3 separate regions of the Mus musculus genome follow, and regions 2 and 3 are each linked to region 1. The links are chromatin contacts, called in public Hi-C maps. All regions are on one chromosome and are shown on one strand. The core of a region is the stretch at or near the end of the contact, and the rest is flanking DNA. Distances in the headings are between cores, read along the strand shown. Region 1 holds the start of Unc5c (unc-5 netrin receptor C). Region 2 has its middle 6.2 kb from the start of Gm32875. Region 3 overlaps Unc5c (unc-5 netrin receptor C).

Region 1 (2,609 bases), core at 79-2,578:
TTCACACTATCTTGTGGAGCTTAGCTGGTGTGTTCAGACATTCGCCTTCCTTTTGTCTAGGCTGGGCTTGTTTTACCCACTCCTCCTCACACTCCTCCTTCATCCTTTTATCACGAATTCACAACCTAACTACTCCCCAAAATGTCTTTCTGTACTGAAGCAGATTTAGTCCTCTCTCCTCGCTCTTAAGAATTTGGAGACTAAGTTATAGGTTCCAACATCAAGTTGAGCATCTGCAAATTTTGTTCTTTTTTTTTTTTTTTTGGGGGGGGGGGGGTTCTCTTGGTTTTGCCGCGGCACTCTTTAAATGTTCAATCTCAGCAGCCACCAAGATGAACAAGCAAAAAAAAAAAAAAAAAAAAATCAGTACCGAGGGAGTTTCCATTGATTTCCAGTTTTTGTTCCACCACAAATAGGTCACCGGCTCGCAGAGCATAAAACAGCCTGACTGGCGCTGACAACCCAAAGATAGTGGGCTGAGCCACTACAAATGCTTCTTGCCTTCTTTCCCATCTATGCGAACAAGTTCCAGCCCGCCTCCGGCTCAATCAAGCGCAACTCCCTAAATCCTAGAGCGAGAGCAGTCCTGGGGCATCTGGCTTAGGCTTGGCCGGCTCAGGGACACTGCCAGGCGGTGGGCTGAGCTCCGCTGGACACCGCCAAGTGGCCTGAGGCGTGCCCGCAGCGCTTGCGGAGCAGGAGTCTGGCGCCAGGCGGGGAGACTGTGCTGCCCCTGGCCGCAGTTGCCTCTGCCCCCAGGTGTCCCTTGTCAGCGCCGGAGCGAGTGAGCAAGTGAGCAAGTGAACCCAGTGGACTCCACCTTCCGCGCGAGGCGTGGATTTCGCTCCATCCTCGCTTACATAAGGCGGGCGAGCGCGCTCCCGCCGCCGCTTCCCCCCGCGCGGAGTGGGGCCGCGCCCTCCACGCCTCCTCTGCGAGCGCCACCCAGGACCCCCGCTCGCCCCACTCCTGGAGGCGACAGTCGCTGGACCGTCGGCGGGCGGGCGGCAGCCCGGGAGTCTCTCCGGCACAGAAGCGCAAGGATCAGAGCGGGGAGCGCCTCGCTGGCTCGCCACTCCTCCCGCTCTTGCCACCTCCCCATCCCCGGCGCCTGTGCGATCCGAGCGGGCGCGGGGACCCGAGAGCAGCGCCCGCTCGGCTGGCGGCGGAGCTGCGGGAGCTGTGGTGGTGGCCGCGCTACACCTCCCAGCACTTCCCGAGTGGGGGCAGAGCATTAGCAGCCGGGAGACGTCAGTGGCTAGGCGCAGTGGACGAGGGACCTTCAAACTCCTCCTCGGAGGCTCCTCTCCACCCCCTTTGGCCCCTGCCCTTGGAGAAAGTGGAGTGTGGCGCTCAGGCTGCTGTTATTTCTCAGGACTGCCTGGCGGTGGCCGGATCCAGCCTCCTGCCTGGCTGGGCTTTCGGCTGTTTGCGCGTCTCCTGGTGGCGTTTCCCTTCCCCGTACACCTCTGCCGACGATGAGGAAAGGTCTGAGGGCGACAGCGGCCCGCTGCGGACTGGGACTAGGATACTTGCTGCAGATGCTTGTGTTACCTGCCCTGGCCCTGCTAAGCGCCAGTGGCACCGGCTCCGCCGCTCAAGGTAAGAGGGTCTTCAGGGCGCGGCAGTCACCTCCCTTTGCTTCTGTCTTCCCTCTCTTCTACCTCTATTTGTCCCCGGCGCTCCTTGATTCCTCACCTGCCTAGTTGCCCCCAATGGAAACCACTTTAAATCCCACTTTCCCAACTAGTTAAGAAACCAGATTTTCAGTCTTAGCTCTGGATCTGGGTAAGGATGGACCCGGGGTGTGTTAAGTGTAGCTGCTGTCTCGGTGCCTGTGGGATCCTGGAGTGTCTTTTGCACTTTCAGACCCACAGACGCACGGTTTTGAATATTGTGTAGCCGGGGGTTTCCAGAGGCACTGATAGTGGCGTTGTGGTATGTGCCCCAATATGTGTAGTGTGCCGAGGCTTCTCGCTGTGCGCGATGGCTGCGCTTGCAGGGTTTTCTTCCACCTCCGCTAAGGAAATATGTCCATTACCGCCAAGGACCCATAGGCGCTGGTGCCCCTAGACTGCTGATGGGGCGCTATGGAGATGCTCAATTCGCCCAGAAAGGACAGGCTCCGGGTGTGCCTGCTTCTCCACTCACAACCTCTTCGTGTCCCGCTCCGGACAGGCGATCCTTGAAAAACTTCAAAACCACAGCTCTAGTGGGTGACTCTAGCTGTTCGAACCAAATCTGCAACTCTCTGGGGGAAAGGACGCTGCTAACCAGTTTATAACTGACATTTTAATGCGTGTAAGCCTCGAAGTGTGTGGCACTCTGAGCAAAGCCGGAGTAGGAGGACAGTGGTCCAGAGTTGGGAATGTCTTGTACGGGTAGAGGGAAGACACCTAGACTGAGGTTCATCTTGGAGGCTTCTTTCTTGTTCATTGAGTTTTAGAGGGAGGTGCAGCTCCCAGACTTATTCAAACCAGTTCCCACCCAGATCCTTCTTTGCCATTTTAAAGATTTATTTATTTATTTATTTATTTATTTATTTATTTATTTATTGTCTATAGCCAGAAGGCAACACAGCTTTGCCTGGAGAGAGAGGCAACAATTCA
Region 2 (2,609 bases), core at 73-2,572, 490 kb before region 1:
TAATAATCCATCAGCACACATTCCAAACTGGTGGCTAGATGGTGTGGGGCTTGGGCATAGCTAGTTTCCATGAGAATAGGGGCAAGGCTTAGGTCTGCTGAGCCTTGGTCTCTTCTCTACTGCAGCAGAAGCTAATCCCTAGGAGAACATGGCAGGCATGTCTGTGGTTCACAGTAAGAGGCTAAGTAGCTTTAAGTAGCCAAGTTAAGGCAGAATGGGAGAAAGATATGGGGTGTTCTATTTCATTTTACAGTGCAAGTTATAGGTCTTCCGCTCATGAGACTTCATATATTTGCAAAGACCAAGTTCTTATCTTGTTTTCTGTCATGTTCAACATAAATGTATTTAACGTCTCATATTTGCTGCTTTAGTACCAACTTTCAGAACTAGACACCAGACAGTAGGACGAGAAGGCAGGATACTTATTATTATGCTTTTAAGAAAATAATTGAAAATAATTCACATTGTCTTTGCTAATATCTTTTTACCAAAATTAGTCATAAGACCATATCTGACTACATTAGAAATTGAGAAACAATGTTGTTCTTGGAGACTTTAAACTCAGATAAATCCTGAAAATAATAAGGAAGTAAAGAAGGAGAAACATTTTCAGTGTTGTTTTCTACTATTTTGCATACTGTGTTAAGATGCAAATGCATCTCTTGAGTTGAAACTCTGTGGATCTGTGTCTCAGCTTCATCAAGCATGTTATCTCATTCATGCCCCATGCTGATCCTCTGACTCATGCAGTCTTCCAACTGTTTTAGAGAGGAGAAAGCACAAGCCCAGAAAATGTACAACTTGCCCAGGACTGTGTACTGAAGTGCAATTGAATCCTGGCTCTGCACTGTAAGACCTTCCATGTGTCTCAAGGGTAATGAGAGACTTCCTCAGCTTCCCAGGGACTCAAGTATAGAGACTGCCTCTTTCTTTACTACTTTCATTAATTTCTGATGATTATAGCTTTCAAGAAAGCCATGCTTATACATTTTTAGTCCTTCCTTCTTTGGCCTGCTAATTTGTCAGTGTGATGCGTCCCACTGTTTTTGCACCTGTGCCTGTTTACATAATTTTTTTCCCTGAATACAGTTGCTTATTAGGAACATTGCTAGAGATATTAAAGTGATGTTGATGCTTGCCCACCTACATATAGACCTATGTGAATCATGCTCTCTCCATTATGATATGGCTAGATAGAATCCATCTAAAATTGCTCTTAAGCACTTAGAATTGTGTCAATGATAAGCCTTGAACTTGAACATTACCTAACAGAACCACGTGAACCTGACAGTCTTCTAGCTCCCTGCATGTGTGGTATGAGGAAAAGCAGGGAACTTGTATCTGAGATTCCTTTCTGTCACATAGTTCATGTTGCCATCTGGCTGCCTTAATTCCCACCCACTGCTTGAAATATGTGTTTATAGAAATAAATATGAAGCTGCAAATAAAGTAATATGAAAGCTGCAAAAGTCAAAATGCAGTTCTGACAAAGAATGAAGCCGGGGTTTTAAAAATAGCTCTTCACCATCATTTCCAGGTACTGTATAGATCAGGAACTCTGAAAACACATACATGCTGTTCACTACATTATGTGGTAATGAGTTTATTAATTTCCATACTCTTGCCACTGACTATTTTACTTGCGTTGCCTGAAATAACATCGTCATGAATCTCTGAATACTTCATTAAATAACAAAATAGTCCATTTTAAACTGACTTTAGGTTTAGGTATCAATGTGCTTGAGATGATGGTTGCGCTTTTGTAGTGAAATACGTGTTGGGGATGATACTCTTGTAGATTTGAAAGTTGAAATCCCTCTTATGGAATTTATATACATATATGTATATGTGTATATATATATATATATATATATATATATATATATATATATATATATTACTTTTGAGCATTTTAATTATGCTGCAGGGCTTGGAAGATAGCATAGTTAGAAAAGCTCTTGCCTGGACCATGAGGTCCAAGTCCAAATCCATGTGAAAAAAGCAAGTTAGATTAAATGTGAGGTTGACATTTACTCCTAGTGCTTTGGGTGTGGAGAACAAGCAGGGCCTTAACGTTCACTGATCATCCAATCTGGTCTCCTTTAGGAGTTCATGTCACCCAGACTGGCAAAAATAATGGACAAATGAGAGGAAGATGGAACCAAATAATGGAAACCAAGGTTACTTCCTAACTTCCACATGTGAACAGATAGTAGGCACCAAAGACATGTCCAAACATACGTAGAGTAACATACACACAGGTGTGTACATGCATACAGATACAAACACACACACACACACACACACACACACACACACACACACACACAGAGAGAGAGAGAGAGATATTATAAAATATTCCTCTTCCACCAGGAAGTTTTGATGTGCTGTCAGTGGTAAGCAACAAATGTTACACTGATAATTATGGCAACCATGATGATAATATCAGCTAAGTTTAACTAAGCAATTATTTAAGGGTTCAATTCAAGAACATAGAAACTCAATAAAACATTTCAATTGCCATCACACACACACACACACACACACACACACACACACACCTTGTTGCAATTTGAAAATAATTTAATAATGTACTATTCTTGAATGCT
Region 3 (2,609 bases), core at 62-2,561, 310 kb after region 1:
TTAATCCCATTTAAATTTGAATTTCCATGAGGATATGTGTAAGAGTACAAATATGACCTTAGAATTCCTTCTTGCTGAAGAGAGTTTATGCTATAGACAAATTATAAGTTGCATTTGCCAAACCAGAACTGCCTAGAACAGTCTGCAGCAGTGAACCCCTGACTCTGGGAAATTAAAATGTTATGCATTGTGCAAATTTAGCACTTTCTACTCATTAAAACATTTGCGTGTCACACAGCTCGGCTCTTCCATCGGTTCTCACCAGAGGAAGTAGCAGAACTCTCTGCATGTAAATTTCAGTGTGGACACGCTGCATACTGGGCTCCTGCAACACCAGGTGCTTAAAACATAGGGAAACCATTTACCTAACAAATCACCACACTCTGGGTTCAGAATGACGTGTTTATAACTGCCTGCGGTGGGCACTTGCCAAGGTGCTAGTCACTTTGCAGCAAAATTCTTGTCAACACAGCAGTTTGGGAGGAAAGCGTAGCTTTGCGTGTTAGACAGTGTGCACTTTTTTTATCTGAAGTTAGAAGTTGATGTCATAGCTGGGTTTCTATAGTTCTTGATATGCACAGTGTCCCAGGTGGCAAATAAATATTCTGCCCATGAACTTCCTGCCCAACACAGCCCTCGATAGTCTCCAGCATAATCAGTGTGCTCTGCCTTTCTACTTTCTGCTAAAACATTTTCCTGCTTTTGAAAGCAAGGATGTGGTCAGAAACTTTAGGCCGCAGAAACCTGATGCACACCTCTGGAGCCCAGAGAGGCTCGTGCAAGGAAACAAAAGCAAGAGCTTTCACCTCTGGTAGCCTTGCTGGTAGATCAGGAAAATTGGAGCTATATAGGCTGAGAAAAATGCCACTATACAGGCAGACCAAAATGGACTTGCTGTAAGGGTGTTAAATTGACTTTTATTTGAGCATAAAAAGTCATCAGATTGGCTGATACTCTTTAGGATTAAATCACCTTAGTTCAGGATTCTACTGTTTTACTCTTTTTGTCGAAAGTCTTTGTTATGATGGAGTCATGATGAGTGTTACCACCCTTGAACATACTAATGCTTTATTCTTCTTCTAAAACATTGATGGCTTTGGATTGTCCAGCATAAAAGCACTAGGGCACCTGATGTATACATAAGCTTGTTTCTGGTGAACTGAGATGAATTTCAGGCAATTATGCTGCATCCGCTATGAGTCCTGAGATAAGATCTTTTTCCTGCTGGGCTGTTAATCATTTGCTGCCTGTTTTCAGAACGTGTGCTGGTAACTGTTTCAAACAAGGTCATGAACCAACTTGGTGTGGCTTGGCCAGTGTCCCATAAAAGATGGAGCAACAGATAGCCACAGGTACCTCAGCTGTCTGACATCCATAAGAAAATGCTCCTTTCCATTTTTGTTGTCGTGTCTTCAATTTTACATATTCTGAAGCTTGGGTTTGTGTAAGCCCAGTCAATAATGAACCCTCAGAAGAGTAGGTAAACGACCTTGGTGTTTTTAACAAACCTGACCTTTGACATCATTAGTGTTCTGATGGGTTTATAAAATAATCCATGACTCTGACTCGGAAGGAGGGGAAATAAAAAGAGCCTGGGCATGTTTATCTTTGAGTCACTCTTGAGGGTTAACAAGAAAATTTGCATCAGAAGAAATGTGATCGAGATGCAAATATCCAACTTGTTAGGTTGGTGTGCAATCACTGGCAAACAGATCAGGCAGCCAGGTCAAGGAAAGGGGCAAGTCTACCTGGAGAGGATTCTTCTAAAGATCAAATCTTAAGTGAAAAACAAACAAACAAACAAACAAACAAAACCCTTAGAAAGATTCTTAGTGAGTGTGTGTCTAATAGATAAATACAACTAAACTAACTAAAATTTGGTGATTTGAGAACATTAGTTTAAGCCAGATGTGTAGCTCATGCTAAGGCTGAGGCTAGTTTAGGCTACATAGTGTGTTCTAGACCAGAATGAGCCACACCTTAAGATCTTGTCTCAAACATTAAAAAATAAAATAAAACAAAACAAATACACACTTGCAAAGAAGGTGTAGCATACTGCAAACTGTTGAATGATGCTGTGTAACTATTGAGTTATGATGTCACCACCAGCTCAGAGAAGAATTGGTCCTCTACTCTAAAGGTCTCATAACGTCCTGAAGCCTATTTATGCATGTTATTATAACACAAGCAATGCCATGTCAGGCAGCAGTAAATAAACTGTGGAGGCAGGAGAGAATACTTATAGTACCATAGCATCTCCATTGACTAGCTTGGCTCCAAATGTAGAGAGTTTTAATTCCTACAGCATCTATGTGCATGCTTTCCTTTTAAATATTCCCTAAGTCTGGGTCAAGAGTTCTAAAATTTTAGAGAACCTGCAATTATAATATCTCATTTTTATAGTTAAAGGAACTTCAGCTTTAATTTTAATCCTATTTAATATCATAAAGCACGGTTAGGCTGTAGCTGAAATTGTTCCTGACTGTAGTCTTCAATGTCAGACATGGCCAAATAGAAGCCAAAATGACTGGAGTTTAACTTAATTAATACCCAAAAGATAGAGAAAAAAAATAACTTCATAGATGGATCTTTTGACTGCCACTAATAAT

What was found. Hi-C and Micro-C count contacts between places; a contact is called where the count stands out from the background.
Region 2: a Hi-C map of cerebellar granule neurons shows a contact between it and region 1, with 4 times the contacts expected there. The contact joins the enhancer-like site here to the promoter of Unc5c in region 1. A contact is called at or near these places in 2 of 39 promoter capture datasets (embryonic stem cells and hippocampal neurons), 4 of 484 Hi-C or Micro-C datasets (cerebellar granule neurons, cerebellum and cortical neurons) and 4 of 115 datasets of contacts at active chromatin or transcription factors (embryonic forebrain, embryonic hindbrain, embryonic limb bud and 1 more).
Region 3: a contact with region 1 is called in a Hi-C map of the N1E-115 cell line, with 10 times the contacts expected there. The contact joins the enhancer-like site here to the promoter of Unc5c in region 1. A contact is called at or near these places in 5 of 39 promoter capture datasets (3T3-L1-derived adipocytes, embryonic stem cells, hematopoietic stem and progenitor cells and 2 more), 2 of 484 Hi-C or Micro-C datasets (the N1E-115 cell line and nephron progenitors), 6 of 115 datasets of contacts at active chromatin or transcription factors (embryonic forebrain, embryonic hindbrain, embryonic limb bud and 3 more) and 1 of 9 other capture datasets (embryonic stem cells).

What each region holds. Positions count from the first base shown.
Region 1 is chr3:141,464,236-141,466,844 of GRCm38.p6, forward strand. Unc5c (unc-5 netrin receptor C) reads left to right here and starts at 1,329. Exons shown (of 16, transcript NM_009472.4): 1 at 1,329-1,602. The coding sequence starts at 1,479.
Region 2 is chr3:140,969,344-140,971,952 of GRCm38.p6, forward strand. No RefSeq gene overlaps it. Among named protein-coding and RNA genes, the nearest start is that of Gm32875, 6.2 kb to the left of the region's middle. Within about 2 kb of position 1,323, at least 3 of the 459 cell types and tissues checked have an H3K27ac peak or open chromatin away from gene starts, as enhancers often do. A contact at or near this core is called in cerebellar granule neurons and cerebellum, where this site is marked.
Region 3 is chr3:141,778,115-141,780,723 of GRCm38.p6, forward strand. The region is part of intron 7 of Unc5c (unc-5 netrin receptor C); the gene reads left to right. Among named protein-coding and RNA genes, the nearest start is that of Gm15689, 96 kb to the left of the region's middle. Within about 2 kb of position 1,312, at least 22 of the 459 cell types and tissues checked have an H3K27ac peak or open chromatin away from gene starts, as enhancers often do. A contact at or near this core is called in the N1E-115 cell line, where this site is marked.